Regions from separate parts of the Triticum aestivum genome. Here region 1 is linked to region 2. Evidence: chromatin contacts called from public Hi-C data. All regions are on one chromosome and are shown on one strand. Each heading gives the region's core, a stretch centred on a gene start, on an enhancer-like site or on the middle of the called end of the contact. The rest is flanking DNA. Distances are from core to core; before and after follow the strand shown.

Region 1 (7,626 bases), core at 1,342-3,841, 76 kb after region 2:
CTCGGTTTAGTTGGTATATATGGTACTCCCTCCAATGATACATATAAGATGTTTTGGATATTTCAATATGAACAACATACAAACAAACACAGTTCAAATGAATGAAAACACACTAAAACATGCGTATATACATCTGATTCAGGAAAAAGTATAAACATCTTATATTGCGGTAGTACGGAAAAAAACGGTTGTGCCATATAACACGTCCCTGTGCAAAGTGCATAAAACCCATGAAATGAATCAGAAATGGGAGTTTTATGTTCCAGCAGGTACAGACCATGTCCCACCAGATTGAGTCTCCCTTAGTCTCAGAACAACGTGACAAGATCACAAGTTCCCAAACAGATGTTTCAAATTTTATCACCGGAATATAAAGCAGACCCAAACCCCAATTTAACACACGCTTTTCAGCAATTGGCAATGGGATCTAGATTATAAAGGCAATAGTAGATCTTTGACACATTACAGTCGGCACTGGTAGCAAAAAGGTTGGAATAACAGATATCCCTGACAGTCACACAACAAAGAACAGCGGAGTACTTTCCTACATACGAACCAGACCAAAACATAGCACCTGACAGTCTACTCATCCTCCTGGCTGCGGAGCCTGGCAAGCTTGTTGGTAACCACGATGTCGAGCTGCGCAGCACGCTCAACGATGTCCTTGCGCTTCTTGGTGGAGACGTTGTGGGCGATCTCCGCACAGTAGGTCCTGGTTGCAAGAAACAAGGCATATTACGATTAGCATGACCATAATAGTGGAAGACAGTACTGTACAAGGCATGATAGACACCCATTACCTGTTGTGCATCATAAGCAGCTCCAGCTCAGACACATTGTGGACAACAAACTTCTTGAACTTGTTGGGAAGGTAGTGCCTGGTCTTCTTGTCAGAACCGTAGCCAATGTTGGGCATCAAGGTGCATCCCTTGAACTTTCTCCTGACACGGGAATCAATACCCTTTGGCCTGCGCCAGCTTTGCTACAATCAAAAATGAAAATATTGTTCAGTTCAAGCAAAACATTATACACAATAAACAAGAGGACAAGTCCAGAAGAGATGAAAAAACAAGATTCAACACATCTGAAATACCAAACAACCTGGCATCACCTGCTCCTTGTGGACTCTATAATGGACAATAATAATTTTATGACATTCAGAAACAATGGTAAATTACAAGCAGTTACCATCCTACACAATAAGTTGCCTAGCCATACTTGTACCATCGGACAACACAAAAATAATTATAATTGAGCAAAGCAACAAATCGCTTGCTGGCTTTGGTGTATGGGGGTATACTTGCAACAAAAAAATCATAGAACACAAAATAGAAGAATAACACACCAAGAAAATGCTGCTCAGCTCAAGGTTACATAACAGTGTAGAAGTAGTTAAGCTGAAAGGATCAGAGAGAAGGTACTAATCATGCAGAAAACATGACTTCTTGAGCGCACATTGGTAAACAAGTGTTGGGAGAAGTCTAAGCAAAGCATTCATACTTAGAATGAAGCCCACGCCTTTTTTTAATTCATCCCACTTCATGAAGACATGAATAAATTGCTGTAGAAGAGGTTGCGACAGCCACAGTACTTACTAATGTAAGGGCTAGGGCCCTCTTCATTTAACCCAATATTTGCTCAAGAAGATGTTTTCTTACTCAGACCTTTTACTAAGCCATCACTTCCTTTCTTCACAAAGTCATCAATAAAACAAGGTAAAACTAAAACACAAATGCCCGGCTAAGTGTCTACTATAAGCTTTCAACCCAATGCTCATTGATGATTTGATGTACAAGTGCAACAAACAATTTCAATTTAAACATTAGTCGTTCGGTTATCGAATTTGTGCTTGTTCATATCCTAAATGGTTTCCACCTTCAGAAAACACAATAAATTTCTACAGCAACATACGCTAATATCGTACAACACTATCGTGCTGAATCAACGACTTCAACACTGCCATTTCACAGTAACATAGCCTAAGCAGAAGTGGTAAATTTGGCATACAGCGACTACGTATCAAAAGTGAATAATACTACAAAACGTCAGAGACCTCCAGATTATGCAATGGAGATACTACAGCAGGCCATGAACCGCGGTAAACTTTGAAAGTTGAAACGACAGCATGCTTAACAATCGGGATCTAGAACCGGGTAAAATCAACTGCACGAAGCAATCAAAACATGAGGCACTTGTAATATCCACTACATAGAGGTCTTGGGGAAGAGGTAGATACCTTGAGGCCAATGTAGCGGTCGCTATGGGCCCTCTTGAAGTGCTTGACCCTCTTCTTCACGATCTTCTTCGTCAGAAGCGGCACCGCCATCTCTGATCTGTCGGGCAAAACCAGAAGAAGGGGTTCGAATCAGACAACGAGGCTAAAATCACCCGGAAAAACGAGGTGGGAGCTCGTCTGCGAGCTTGCTTGCTACCTTCGGGAGCGAACGGCCCTAACCCTAACACGAAGAGAGGAGGAAGAAGAGCGGCGGCGGGGATGGAATTGCAAGGCGACGCAGTCTTTATACCCTCCACAAACCCTAGTTACATGGGCTCGAATGGGCCAGTGCGGTCTAGCCCGAAAAATAGAAAGTTAAGCCCGGTACATTGCAATAACTTGCCCAGTTGCAGAGTGGGCCTCCGTTTCTAGAGGCGAGGCGAGAAATGTCGCCCTCCGTCTCCGCCGCCGTTCTCCGCCGCCTCGGCGACCGGCTCGGCCTCCGCCGACTCGCCACGCTCCCCGACTACGCGGCCGGCGCCGATGAGCTGCCGCAGCACCCCACCTCCAAGGACGCCTACTTCGCGGCGGTCAACCACCTCTCCACCATCGTACGGCGCGACTTCTACCTGGAGCGCACCCTGAACCGCCTCCGCCTGCCGTCCCCCTTCCCGCCGGACCTCGCGCTCCGCGTCATCCGCGCCGCTGCCCCCTCCGAGCCCCTCCACGCCGCCCGCTTCCTCGCGTGGCTCCGGGCGAAGCCCAATTTCTCCCCCTCCGCCGATCACTTCGACGCGCTGCTCCTCCCGCTCGCCCGCGCGCGCCTCTTCACCCACCTCTGGACCCAGGCCTCCGACATGCGCGCGCTCGGCCTCCCCCTCTCTCCGGCAACCTTTTCGGCGGTGATCTCGTCCTACGGCCACTCCCGCCTCGCCGAGCAGGCCGTCGAGGTCTTCAATCGCCTTCCCCACTTCGGGTGCCCGCAGACCACCGAGGTCTACAACGCCCTTCTGGACGCGCTCTGCGCCAACGGCAACTTTGCCGGCGCCTACAAGCTGCTCCGCCGCATGGCGCGCAAGGGCGTGGCCCCCGACCGCGCCACGTTCAGCACGCTCGTCGACGCCTGGTGCGCGTCGGGGAAGCTCCGGGAGGCGCAGGCGTTCCTCGACGACATGTCGTCCCGCGGGTTCCGGCCGCCGGTGCGCGGCCGGGACCTCCTCGTCGACGGGCTCGTCCGAGCTGGGCGCCTGGAGGAAGCCAAGGCATTCGCCCTCCGCATCACCAAGGAGGGCGTCCTTCCCGACGTGGCCACGTTCAACTCGCTCGCCCAGGCGCTTTGCGATGCTGGTGATGTGGAATTCGCCGTGGGTCTTCTTGCCGATGCTTCCAGTCGTGGCATGTGCCCAGATATCTCAACTTACAAAGTGATGCTACCGGCCGTGGCCAAGGCTGGCCGAATTGAGGAGGCATTCCGATTGTTCTATGCGACTATTGAGGATGGCCACCGGCCCTTCCCAAGTCTATATGCGGCGATCGTCAAGGCGCTCTGCAAGGCAGGTCGTTTCGCTGATGCTTTCGCCTTTTTTGGTGATATGAAGTCCAAGGGGCACCCACCCAATCGGCCTGTGTATGTGATGCTTGTCAAAATGTGTGTGAGAGGTGGTCGGTTCTTGGATGCTGCAAACTACCTTCTTGAGATGAGTGAGGCTGGGTTCGCGCCACGGGCGCCAACCTTTAACGTTGTAGTCGATGGGCTGCGGCATCTTGGGAAACATGACCTAGCCCGGAGGATGGAGCAGCTTGAGATGTCACTAAAAGGAAACTGAATGGATCCGGAAGTAGATGCGGTCTAGTGGGGCGCTGCGAATTGCTTGGTAAAGTTTCTGAATTACTAGGTTGGGCTCCTATCTTCTAATTGCATTTCATGACATAGGCCGCCAGTGCTATGCTGTTGGACTGTGACTGGTATGCTTGGCAAGTGATTTATTTGTTTTCGGTAGGAAGAATCAATGAATAAGGCCATCAGATAGCCTCAACTAATTTGCTCAAAATTGTGCAGTGTAGGTTCACAAGAAAAGTAGTGGTGGAGTAGGCACTAAGTTCAGAAGAATGTAAGTTTTGTGGTTGCATAGATAAGATTATTGAAATATCCATGGTCCATTGGTGTTTGATCAGGTGTTTTCACTGTTCAATTTAGCACCAACTCTGTGCTCCATGATAATTCAGTATAAAGATTGGAGCCATGCTACCTTGTATGATTTAAAACTGTATTGTTGAGATGTCACTAGAAGGAAACTGAATGAATCGGGAAGTAGATGCTGTCTAGTGGGGTGCTGTGAATTGCATGGTAAAGGTTCTGAATTTTCAGGTAGGATTCCTGTCTTCTGATTGTATCCTGTGACATAAACCAATGTTATGCTGTTGGACTGTTGGATATGCTGGTCAAGTGATTTGTTTGTTTTGGGTAGGAAGGATCAATGAATAAGATCATTGGATAGCCTCAACTAATGTGGTCAAATTTGTGTAGTGAAGGTTAACAAGAAGAGTAGTGGTGGAGTATGCAGTAAGTTGAGTGGAATTTAAGTGTTGTGGTTGCATAGATTAGATTTTGAAATATCCACTGCCCCATCGGTGTTTGACCAAGTGGACCAGGTGCTTTCACTGTTGAATTTAGAACCAACTCTGTGATCCATGAGAATTCATGTAGAATAAAGATTGGAGCCATGATACCTTGTACGATTTGAGATCGCGTTGTAGAGATAGGGCTGACTACTGATATTGTGTGCTGAAACCTCAAGGCAAATCACTTACCATTGCAAGGTTGAGGTCCCTGTGTTGTCTTCTGGACAAAAGAACAACACAGTATGAGTCTTAATGGGGGAGATTTCAATTTTTTGAGATTGACAGTGCTCCGCCTTTTTGTAGAATGCACATTTGCGGAGACAAAGTGATACTGAAAATGGTTAGCTGTTTGAAGTGTTCAAATCAGTTTATGGTGGAAGTGTTTCGTTGACCATGCATCAGTTTTAACTTTTAAGATAGTTTGGTAGTACATTGCAATTGATTCATATATGTCCTGCACCACAGCACCGACACTCTTCTTTAAGGATGAACAATGTGAGAATGGCCCCTGTGAATCAGCATACTGCATGAAATGATTGTTACTCGTCCTTTGTAATGACTATGATGAAGGTTGTTCTGCTTCTGCATAGCTGTTGGTTGTTGCTTTATGTTTTTTCCTTCCTTTTTTTGTGTGCAGTGTTTCAACTTTGCCCTTCGTGAGCATCAGATACTCGATTGGCATGCAGAATTGGACTTACCTTACAGTGTCCTAATACCTTCTGACAAGGAACCATCCGGGTGCACCCAACGAGATCAAAGCTGAATGAACCTATGTTGTTACATCATGTGGCCAGAATAGCCGGGCATGCGGTGGCTCGACGTTCACAAGCTGATTACAGGCTATTGTGTCTCCTGAACATACTACTGCAGAACTCAAGAACTCCCCAGTGATTTGGGGAAGGAATTTGCCTTGCGTTCGATGGTCTGCCTTCTGTATGGCGACAAACTACTGTCACGGCGGTGTTAGTAAGCGTATGGGCACGACTGCAGAAGGGGGGAATGCAGAGATGTTTTGAAATCAGGAGGTCAGCTATGAACCTATGACTGATCACACCGCTGAGGAATGCAAATTCGAGAAGCTGAGGGAGGAGTTGATGATGAGATACAACATTGTCTTGCATTTCATAGACTGGGAATCGATTTTTTTTCTTGTGAAAAAACATTGCTTAATGTGAATGTTGCAATGAACTGATATACCTTGTCTTTTTTCCCGACCGAAGGTCTTTTGAAGATGTATACATTGTTCAACTTTCCGTGATGGAAATTGTGGGTAAATTCAGTTGGTCCAAATACAAAGGCTCGTTCTGAAGTGCGAAATGCAAAACCACAACGTGTATGAATGATTTTGGTTACTTGCTTGTAAGTTAGTGGGTATCAATCTCGAGTTTGTCAAAAAAAAATAGTGGTATCAGTCTTGCATTATTTTTTTACCGGAACTGCAGAAGCTCGGCATTTTCATTATGGGGTAAAGCAAAACTGTACAGAGACTAGGAACTAGCCACGAGGAGGGAAAAGGAGAGGAAGAGCGTTAGAAAAAGATAGACAGAGAACTACCAGAGGATTGCGCAGAAACAGCAAAACATTACTAGAGGAGTGCGCAGAAACAGCAAAACGGATCACTCTGAGGCCTCCTTAAGGAGGCTGATTTCATCTCTGATAATCAGAAGAACGCTCTGAGGGGTTGCCCGCTTGTTATTGAAGATTCTCGCATTTCGTTCTTTCGAAATCCCTGAAGCAATGTACGTATGCAGCAGCAGTGCGCTCATCAATCTCATTCTTCTTTTTGTAAGGCACTCAGCATTTAGACCACCAATCCGAGAACAATTGTGGAGAGTCAGCCGCGAGTGAAGCACTGGGAAAGTAAGCTCCAACGCAGCACTCCCTCTTTCCGTCTATATAGGACCTAATGCATTTTTTGAGGCTAACTTTGATCAAATGTTAGAGCAATAATATATGGTATGCAAGTTACACAAAGCATATCGTTAAATTTGTACGTGAAAAGAGCTTCCAGTGATATAATTTTTACATTATACATATTGTGCATTATTAATCTTATTATCAATAGTCAAAGACAGTCTTAAAATACGCATTAAGCCCTATATAGATGGAAGGAGGAAGTAACAAATTTCCTTTGCAAAAGGGTAGCTAAGGGCATTTCTAACCGATCCCCTATAACCGGTTAGTGGTGTATATTTAGCTTTTTACTCCACTAATCGGCACCTAGTCGATCTCCAATCCAGCCTAACAGAGTATAATTTTACTCCTCTCCCTAAAAAAATTCCTATTTTTAATCCCTCTTTGCTCCGCCGAGTAAAACGACGCGGCTCTCCTCTGCTGCCTCTCCCTTCCCTCCCACGCCGCATCTTCGCCCCCGCCGCCCCTCATACCCCTCCCCCCTCCCCGTCGGCACCGGTCGGCCGCCGGGAAAGCCTTGTAGGCCTCTGCCGCTGTCCTCCACCACCTTCTCGTCCCGCCGTCGGCCAAAAATCAAGGGGATCTGCGGCTGCTGTCGTCGCCGCCGGATATGGCGTTTCGGGCCACCAGCGGCTGCGCCTTGCCATGGATTGGTCGAGAAGCAGACCACACAGCCCCGGCTAAGCCTCTGCGCCGCATGCATGTACCGCCTCTTCCTCTAGCAACTCTAATCGCTCCCGCCGTCGGTTCTCCGGCAACTACACGGCCGACCATCGCCCGGGCTCGGCGCTCGTGCAGCGGCTCACCGACTTGCAGCTGGCGGTCATACAATACGACGACTGCACACGACAAGTGGTGCGCCAAGTTTCTACCAC
Region 2 (7,472 bases), core at 4,824-7,323:
AGGAAATATAATAATGACCATTTTATTATTGCCTCTAGGGCATATTTCCATCAAATGTTTCCAACTGAGCTTATCTAATATCAATGTTCTATCCATGGTTATTTTTGTTTGGTTGTTGATGACTATACCATGCCACACAACTTTTATTCATGTTGTGAGACTTCATTAGCAGAAATATCTAATGTCTTACAATGTGTACACATAGCTACTCCTTGAAATGCAAAATTATCGGTATATTTTCCCTACTCATTTCTACACCCCACTTTGCTCTAGGATTGGGGTAGGGGGGCTCTTCTCTAGATATGTGCAAAATGCTTCAACTAGCATATCATGTGTTTATGCACATATCTAGGAGTCCTTCTAGCTATCCTAGACAACCTCATGTTTCAATTCTATTCGTTTATATACTCAATTCATATTGTCATCATACAACAAAAAGGGGGAGACTAAAAGTGCAATTCTATTCCAAAGTGGGTTTTAGTGATAATGACAGTATTAATTGAAGACTAATCTTGTGCGCTAAGTACTTAGAAGGTGGATTAGTCGAAGAGGTTGAAGCAAAGGTGTTTGTTGACCCCTGATTATCAAAAAGGAAAGATTGCAGTATACTCAAGCATTCACAAGTGTTTTAAGTTTTATTAAGTATAGGAACATCAAGATATTAAGAGGAGTGCCCAATGAAGTAATGATGGAACTCAATTTTCCTATGATGCATTTCTTAAATACAGAAAAATATACATAACCCATGACCTATATCTTGTGCCACCATCATAGCCAAAGAAAGATCCGCGAAACACTTCAAATGAGACACGCATACACTAGCCAGAATTTCACTCCAGAGCATCCGGAATACGACATCAGCTCTGGAGTAGGTTCTAGAATTGATCAGGAATTCTATTGGCTTCCTGTTTAACTCTGGAATTTGGATTGTCCGGAGTGTTACTCCAAAACTTCCGGAGCTACTTTTGAAAGGTGTCTGACGCCTTCCAATGGGTGGAAGTAGGACTATGTAAGCCTAGTACATCTTCTACAAGAGGTATCCTTCCATTGACTTCTGAGCTATTCCTCTCTTGCTCCATTTCTTAAAAGCTAGAAACACCCAAATTATCCACTTCCGTCCATCAAAACACATAACACCTTTGAGGGAAAAGATAGAGGAGATGTTGATCTATATTTTCATCAAAGGAAATTAAGTTCCACTTTGATTTTACTGAGCATTTGTTACTCTTGTAGGTTGGAGACTCCTTCATGTACATGATGCCGTAAGTGAGGAACCAACGTGTGATTTACCCCCTGAAAGTTTGTATGGTTTGGAGGTCGCCTCAAGGTCTACCACAAGTTGTTAAGAATCGTCGTTGTGATATCTTAAGAAGAATAGGGTGAGCCTCCGTGGTGTTGTTGTGCCTTCGTGGTAACACCCACTCCTTCGATGGTGACTAGCTTCCCTCTAAGGATGTGAGCATCGGGATGCATCCTCATCTCCGGAGTTTCGATTATCTCTAATCCTAACTTGTTGCACATGGTTTAGTTTGATCTCTTGACCGTGGACTCGTCTTATCCTATTATGCTAGCTTAAGTCCTATATTTGTGAACACATTTTGTACACTTGTTATCTCACCACAGCAATTATTTAGGCCAACTTTATAAATCACACTTGTCTAAACTTGCTAATAATAAAGAAAATTGTAAATGCACCAATTCACCCCCTAGGTCCATCTCGACCCTTTCAAATGCTTGAAGTGCTCAAATCCACAAGGCAATATACTTACAAATGCTAACTTTCGGATGCTCGAATGGGGTCTCGGCCATCACAGATATGTAGATCGATATTAGAAGGAAGATATGCGCTAAAGTAGGCTTTAATTCAGAGAATGGGCAAATGGTCAAGGCACACATACTTTGAAAGATAATTAGGTACTCACTCCATTTACTAATACAAGGCCACTTCATATATTTTTATGTCTAACTTTGCCGTTAATTTAACCGAAAATATGATTATATGCCAAAAAAAAGTATTCCATTTTGGATAACAATTTGAAAGAAATTTTCGATAACATATTTTTTGTGACATACAACCCATATTTTTTCTTGATCAAAATTACAAGTCAAAGTTTGACATGCAGAACAATGTCGCCTTGTATATATAAATGGAGAGAGAGCCAGGGGAGGGTATGCAGCGTCTTGTTGAACCATGGGATGACAAGCGAGAGATGGTGAACTGATCATGGGATGAATACCTTATTAATGAACACTTTATACCAACAGATGTGGGCATTTTTCGTCGAATCCCTGTGCCAACGATGAACATAGAGAATTTCTGGGCATGAAGAAATCGGGGGAGTTTACCTTACGGTCGGCGTATTAGATGCTTATACACACTAGAAAAATCCGAGTTCCATGTGGGACCGGCCGAAGGAGCTTAACCATGTGCTAACCAACATCAATGGCAATGACAATAGAGCATTGAGAGGAGCATGAAGTAGGGGCGCTATGGATGGTGGGCTTCACAACAGATAGCATGGACGTGTGCTCGAGGTTGGCACGATGTTTTGAGTGACCGAGGATGGTGTCTCAACATAGTGGCAACTAGGCATTTAGCCATGGGGAATGACCGGGGAAGAGCGACTATTGTGGGGGAGGGGTTATCGACGAGAGTGTGCGTGTTTGGGATAGAAAAATCATACTGGCACGCTGAAAACACTTAGGGTGGCAATCCAATGTAGTTAACCCCAACTTCATCCTTTCCATTTTCACGAGTCTACAAAAAGCCAGCTTTCCCAAGTCCTTCAAATTTGCACTACAAAGGCACCCAATTTCAGGAGCTCCTATTTTCCACTTATTGCAGCAAACTATCGGGGAAATGCACAGGCGGCCCGACTAGGCCAGCCCACTGGCGCACGAGTGATGCAAGAGGGCATTATCGAGCAATGTAGCGAAACATGCAGAAGTACTGTAGTAATTGAATCGGGTTTGCGGCGAACCAGGCCGAGGAACTGTAGCAAACATTTTTTTACTTTAAAAGAATGAACAACTTGAAAAAAATTGAACACCTTAAGAATATTTTTTTAACACAAATATTTTTAAAGATTAAATTTTTTCAATTTTGTGAATATTTTGTTAAAAATATGAAAAAATAGATTTTTTTAAAAAACCTGACCATGTTCAAATTTCCACACATTTTTTATAAATTCATGAAATTGTATGGATTATGATTTTTCTGAAATTTGCAAACTTTTCTATTTTTAAAAGAAACAATAAAAAAATTTAAATAAAAGAAGAAATCCAGAATAACCACCTAAAAGACGGTTCAGGAATCTTGTAGGAAGTTTCCAAAATTTGGATTCTATTGAACGTACAATAACTTAAAATGGGCCGGCCCATATGATGATCTCTCGTCGTTCCCGTGTGCCAAAGAACAGCAATCTGGCATAACACGCGACGAATAGCGAATTCCGCCAGCTTCTCCTTGTCAACTCTGTAGAGCGGAGGAACTAACAGCTCAAGAGTTACCGAAGAAGGCCCGGGGAGCTCCATATTACTGAATCCATTTTCACGAAATCAGTAACTAAGGGCACCCTGTGCAAAGGTCACACACTGTCTTCTTTGATGCTGACAACTGGCGTATTGCATGTGTGTCATTTGTCGCAACCTAAAATTTTTCCTTTTTTTCACGGATTCGTATTTTCAAAACGGTTTAACTCTTAAGTCGTGCATCCAAATCTCAAACCGTTTTCATCTTTGAATGTCTCATGTTGAGATCTTCAAAACTAGATGCTATGTTAATAGGTTTTTAAAAAAATCAAGAAAAAACCAAAAATAAAAGTAAAAAAATGAAATGAAATACCGGAAAAACCTGGCAACAAGAAACCAAAAACTGGAAGAAAAACCAAAAAACCTAGAAGCACAGTTGTGTTTCTTTTACTTTTTTAAGCACAGATAATTTTTCCCTCTTTAATGCTTTTCCTAGTTTTTTTTTTTGGAGGGGGGGGGAGCCAGTTGAACTTTTTTTTCTTTTCGCGAAAGGCTGTGCGCCTGTGCTTCTCCCTTTTTCAGGAAGCACATGCTATGCTTTCTCCCGGAAACACAACTATGCATCTTGTGAAAATATAGATTGTGCTTTTTCTCTTTTAGGGGCACAATTGTGCTTCTTAAAAAAGCACTACTTTAGAATAATTCTCCAAAACCGAAGAGACAATAAAACAAAAAATGATTATACTCAAAAGCACGCGCGGAAACAAAAAAATGCTCCCAGTGGTGCAGCCAGCATGTGACACCTGGCAGAGTTGGGCGGGGCACATGGCGGCCTGAGAGCACTCCCACGTTAGAGCAATTCTAGCAGACTCTGCATCCCGCCCCGACCCGTAAAATAACTGCCAAAATGCAGATCGGGGCAGAAAAATCAGCTCGATCAGACCCTGCATTCCGCCCAGGCCCGCAAAAAATTTTAGGGGGCGCGGCAAAATCCCAACCCCTACCCGGGAAAACGCGGGTTTCCCCCTCGCGGCTGCGGTGCCTGCATATAAGCGGAAGCGGTTGGTGGGGGACATTTCATCCCGCGCTTTCTCCCACCAACCACCTCTCTTCTTCCCTCGCGCGCCGCCGCCGGCCGCCGCCCAAGATTCCGGCGACATCAGCCGGCAGGAGCACGCCGGAAGGCCGTCACACGCACGAGGCCTTCCCTCCCTCCCCCCTGCGTCGGTGGGCCGCCGGATTTGCAGATCTGCGGCATTTCATCGCGGGCCGTCGGATTTGCCTTTTTCCGGCCGCCAGTTGCTGCCCCAGGCGATGGAGTAGTCGGGGAGCCTCTCCCGCAACCCAGGCAAGGGCGCATCGCCGCATGCAGGCACGGGTTCGTCCGCCCGCCGCCGCCGAAGGTTTGCGGGCATGGACTTGTCCGGCCGTCCACCGGGCTCGGCGCTCGCGCAGCATCTTTGTGGCCCGCCGATGCCGCTCATAGAGTGCGACGACTGCCCGCGCAAAGTGCTGCGACTCACTTCGGGCACGCCGAATCACCCCGGATGGGTGTTCTACAAATGCGAAAATGACGGGGTATGTGCACTTGCGGTACCTCGTTCCATAGCTCATTCTTTAGTTCAATTGTGGTAGCTCACTTCCAGCTTGCTCAATGTTTTGTGTAGAACGATGGATGCCCATTTTGGTTTTGGGAAGGCCAATACATTGATTTGTTGATAGAAAGAAACTTAATAGATGTTAGTGCACTCCTTAGTACAATCGAAGGCAATAATGCGGCGGCATGTGCAACTAGAGGGGAAGCAACGTCTACTTCTTTGAAACCAAAGATGAAGAATGAAGAAAGTAAGATCAAGAATTCGCAGATCAACAATGAGTGCATGAAGAAGATATTACTTCAACTAGTGGGAGCAGTTATGGAAGTTGGAAATCTTCTGAAATGCATACTTGTGGTTCTTGTTTTCTTTGGTTTTGCTATTCTATCCAAGATTTGGTGACATCTTTTGTATCTAATATTGTTGCAAAAGCAATGAAAAGCATTATGCTAGATCAATTTAAGTTGCAAATCTAAATTTTGCGGGCTAGGAAGAGTTGCGCCAGATCAGAACCCGCAGAAGCCGACCCGTAAAAAAACATATTCCACGAATATGCTCTTTTACGGGTCCATTATATGGGGTTTGCATCTGTGTCAGCCCGCGCCGGCCCGCAAAAGCGGTTTTGCGCGAACTGCAAACGCATTTTGCGGGCCGGTGGGATGCGGGGTCTGCTAGAGTTGCTCTTAGGGAGTGACCGTGACCGTTGTGCAAAACCGTTAAATAGTCTTTATTAAGTGGAATTAACCGTCAAATAGTTTTATTTTTTTTGAGCAAAACCGTTAAACAGTCTTTTTTTAGAATCATCAACCGTTAAATAGGGGAATGACCGTGATTGAACGCACAAACAAACATGCGATGCATTTCGGGATTCGGCCCATGCGCAGCACGCGAGCGAGAGGCGACAAAAGAAGCCACAGGGCCTGGTTCGCTCGCACATAATAAGGCCTCGGCCCGTGCCGAGCAGGACCATCCCGGATCGTCTCGTCTCGTTGCACACACTAGCTGCCTGGCTACTACTACTAGGCTTAACCACCACTACAAGCCACAAATGGCCCAACCAGCAAGTGCGATACCTATAGATGAACCCAAGTCAAAAGTCAGAACTCGTAGAAGAGGAGTTACCGGACGGCGCTCCCCTGCAGCCATCAGCCGTGACTGAAACTATCTATAGCACATAGCAAAATCTGTCCCAAAAATTTTACTGCGCATAGCAAAAAAAAAAAAGAGAAAAAGATGCACTCCTGTGCTTAGGAAAACCTGCAGATTTTTCCCGCAAAAAAAAAGGAAAACCTGCAGATTTAGCAGCACCCCAGCCATGCTCAGTTATTAGCACCAAGAAAAAAGAAACACACATCCATTTTCTCCAACGCAACAGGTTTTTATTATATCAAACGGCCTAGATGTGGGCAACCGATCAAGGTCCCAACAATGTGATGCGAGGAGTAGCCACCACCACTATTGGGTGGTATTGGCCATGGACCTGGCTAGCTAGCCATCCAAGGTGAATGAATCATGAGAGAGGTGCCCTGACCCCATCCCCGTATGACTGTTTCTGGGGGAGCCAGCGGAAGGAGACACCCTACCAATATACCAATACCAATACCAAGAACTCGGCCTCTTTCAGCTTGGGCTCTGCTCCTAACTCCAAAGGCGATGAGTACCCCTACAACTTAACTACCACTGCTCGTACAAGGACCACTACGTCCGTCTACTTACTGGTGGCGTGCACACCCGCGCGGCGCGCCCACCGGACCGAACCGCTTGCTGGGCCTCCCCGGCCGGCAGACAAGTCTAACGGCCTCCGACCACCGATTCTTCCTACAGCTTTGCTTGGCCCAGCTGCCTCTTCTCTCACCAAGATCTGCATAGTAGTATGGTCGAAGGCTTCAGACCCCTGCTGCTTCAACTTTTAATCAATAACCATGACAAAAAAGGATTTGGTTTGGTTTGGTCTCTGGAGCACATGATTAGGTGCTTTGCAATGGGTAAGCATGATTAGTTAGTTCTATAGAGGGCACATATTGGTTGTTTGGTCCCGCTGAAAGGCAAATCAATGGCGAGAATGACATGACTAGAGTTCTACAAAGACACGCTACTTTTCACGCTATTGGAGAAAAAGAGCATCCCGAATTCCGGATTCATCAACTCTCCAATACATCTCGCATGTTGGTAGGATCCACCAGACCAGAGGTGATCTGCAAGGCTGGTAAAGAGACGTTTACATCCGTCCAGAGATCACAAATCGTAATGAATGGCGGGTAATCATGGCCTGCGCCAATAACAGAAGAGGAAAAGATCTCCAGATGCGGCAGAGGCGGAGGGACATGGTAGCTATCGGTCACGAGGTGATCATCATGATTCTTGGAAAAGTCGAACCGGATGGATAATCTCTCAACTTGCGGCGGC

The links. A called contact is a pair of places that touch in the nucleus more often than the background predicts.
Region 1: a contact with region 2 is called in a Hi-C map of leaf, with 3 times the contacts expected there. The contact joins the promoter of LOC123151619 here to the enhancer-like site in region 2. A contact is called at or near these places in 3 of 5 Hi-C or Micro-C datasets (leaf and root).

What each region holds. Positions count from the first base shown.
Region 1 is chr7A:249,214,944-249,222,569 of IWGSC CS RefSeq v2.1, forward strand. LOC123151619 (60S ribosomal protein L32-1) reads right to left here and starts at 2,592. Exons shown (of 4, transcript XM_044571301.1): 1 at 2,433-2,592; 2 at 2,237-2,333; 3 at 801-982; 4 at 405-712. The coding sequence starts at 2,326. The coding sequence ends at 583. LOC123151617 (pentatricopeptide repeat-containing protein At5g18390, mitochondrial) reads left to right here and starts at 2,631. Exons shown (of 3, transcript XR_006475746.1): 1 at 2,631-4,089; 2 at 4,280-4,326; 3 at 5,475-6,127.
Region 2 is chr7A:249,135,823-249,143,294 of IWGSC CS RefSeq v2.1, forward strand. No RefSeq gene overlaps it. Among protein-coding and RNA genes, the nearest start is that of LOC123151798, 13 kb to the right of the region's middle. Within about 2 kb of position 6,074, at least 4 of the 8 cell types and tissues checked have an H3K27ac peak or open chromatin away from gene starts, as enhancers often do. A contact at or near this core is called in leaf, where this site is marked.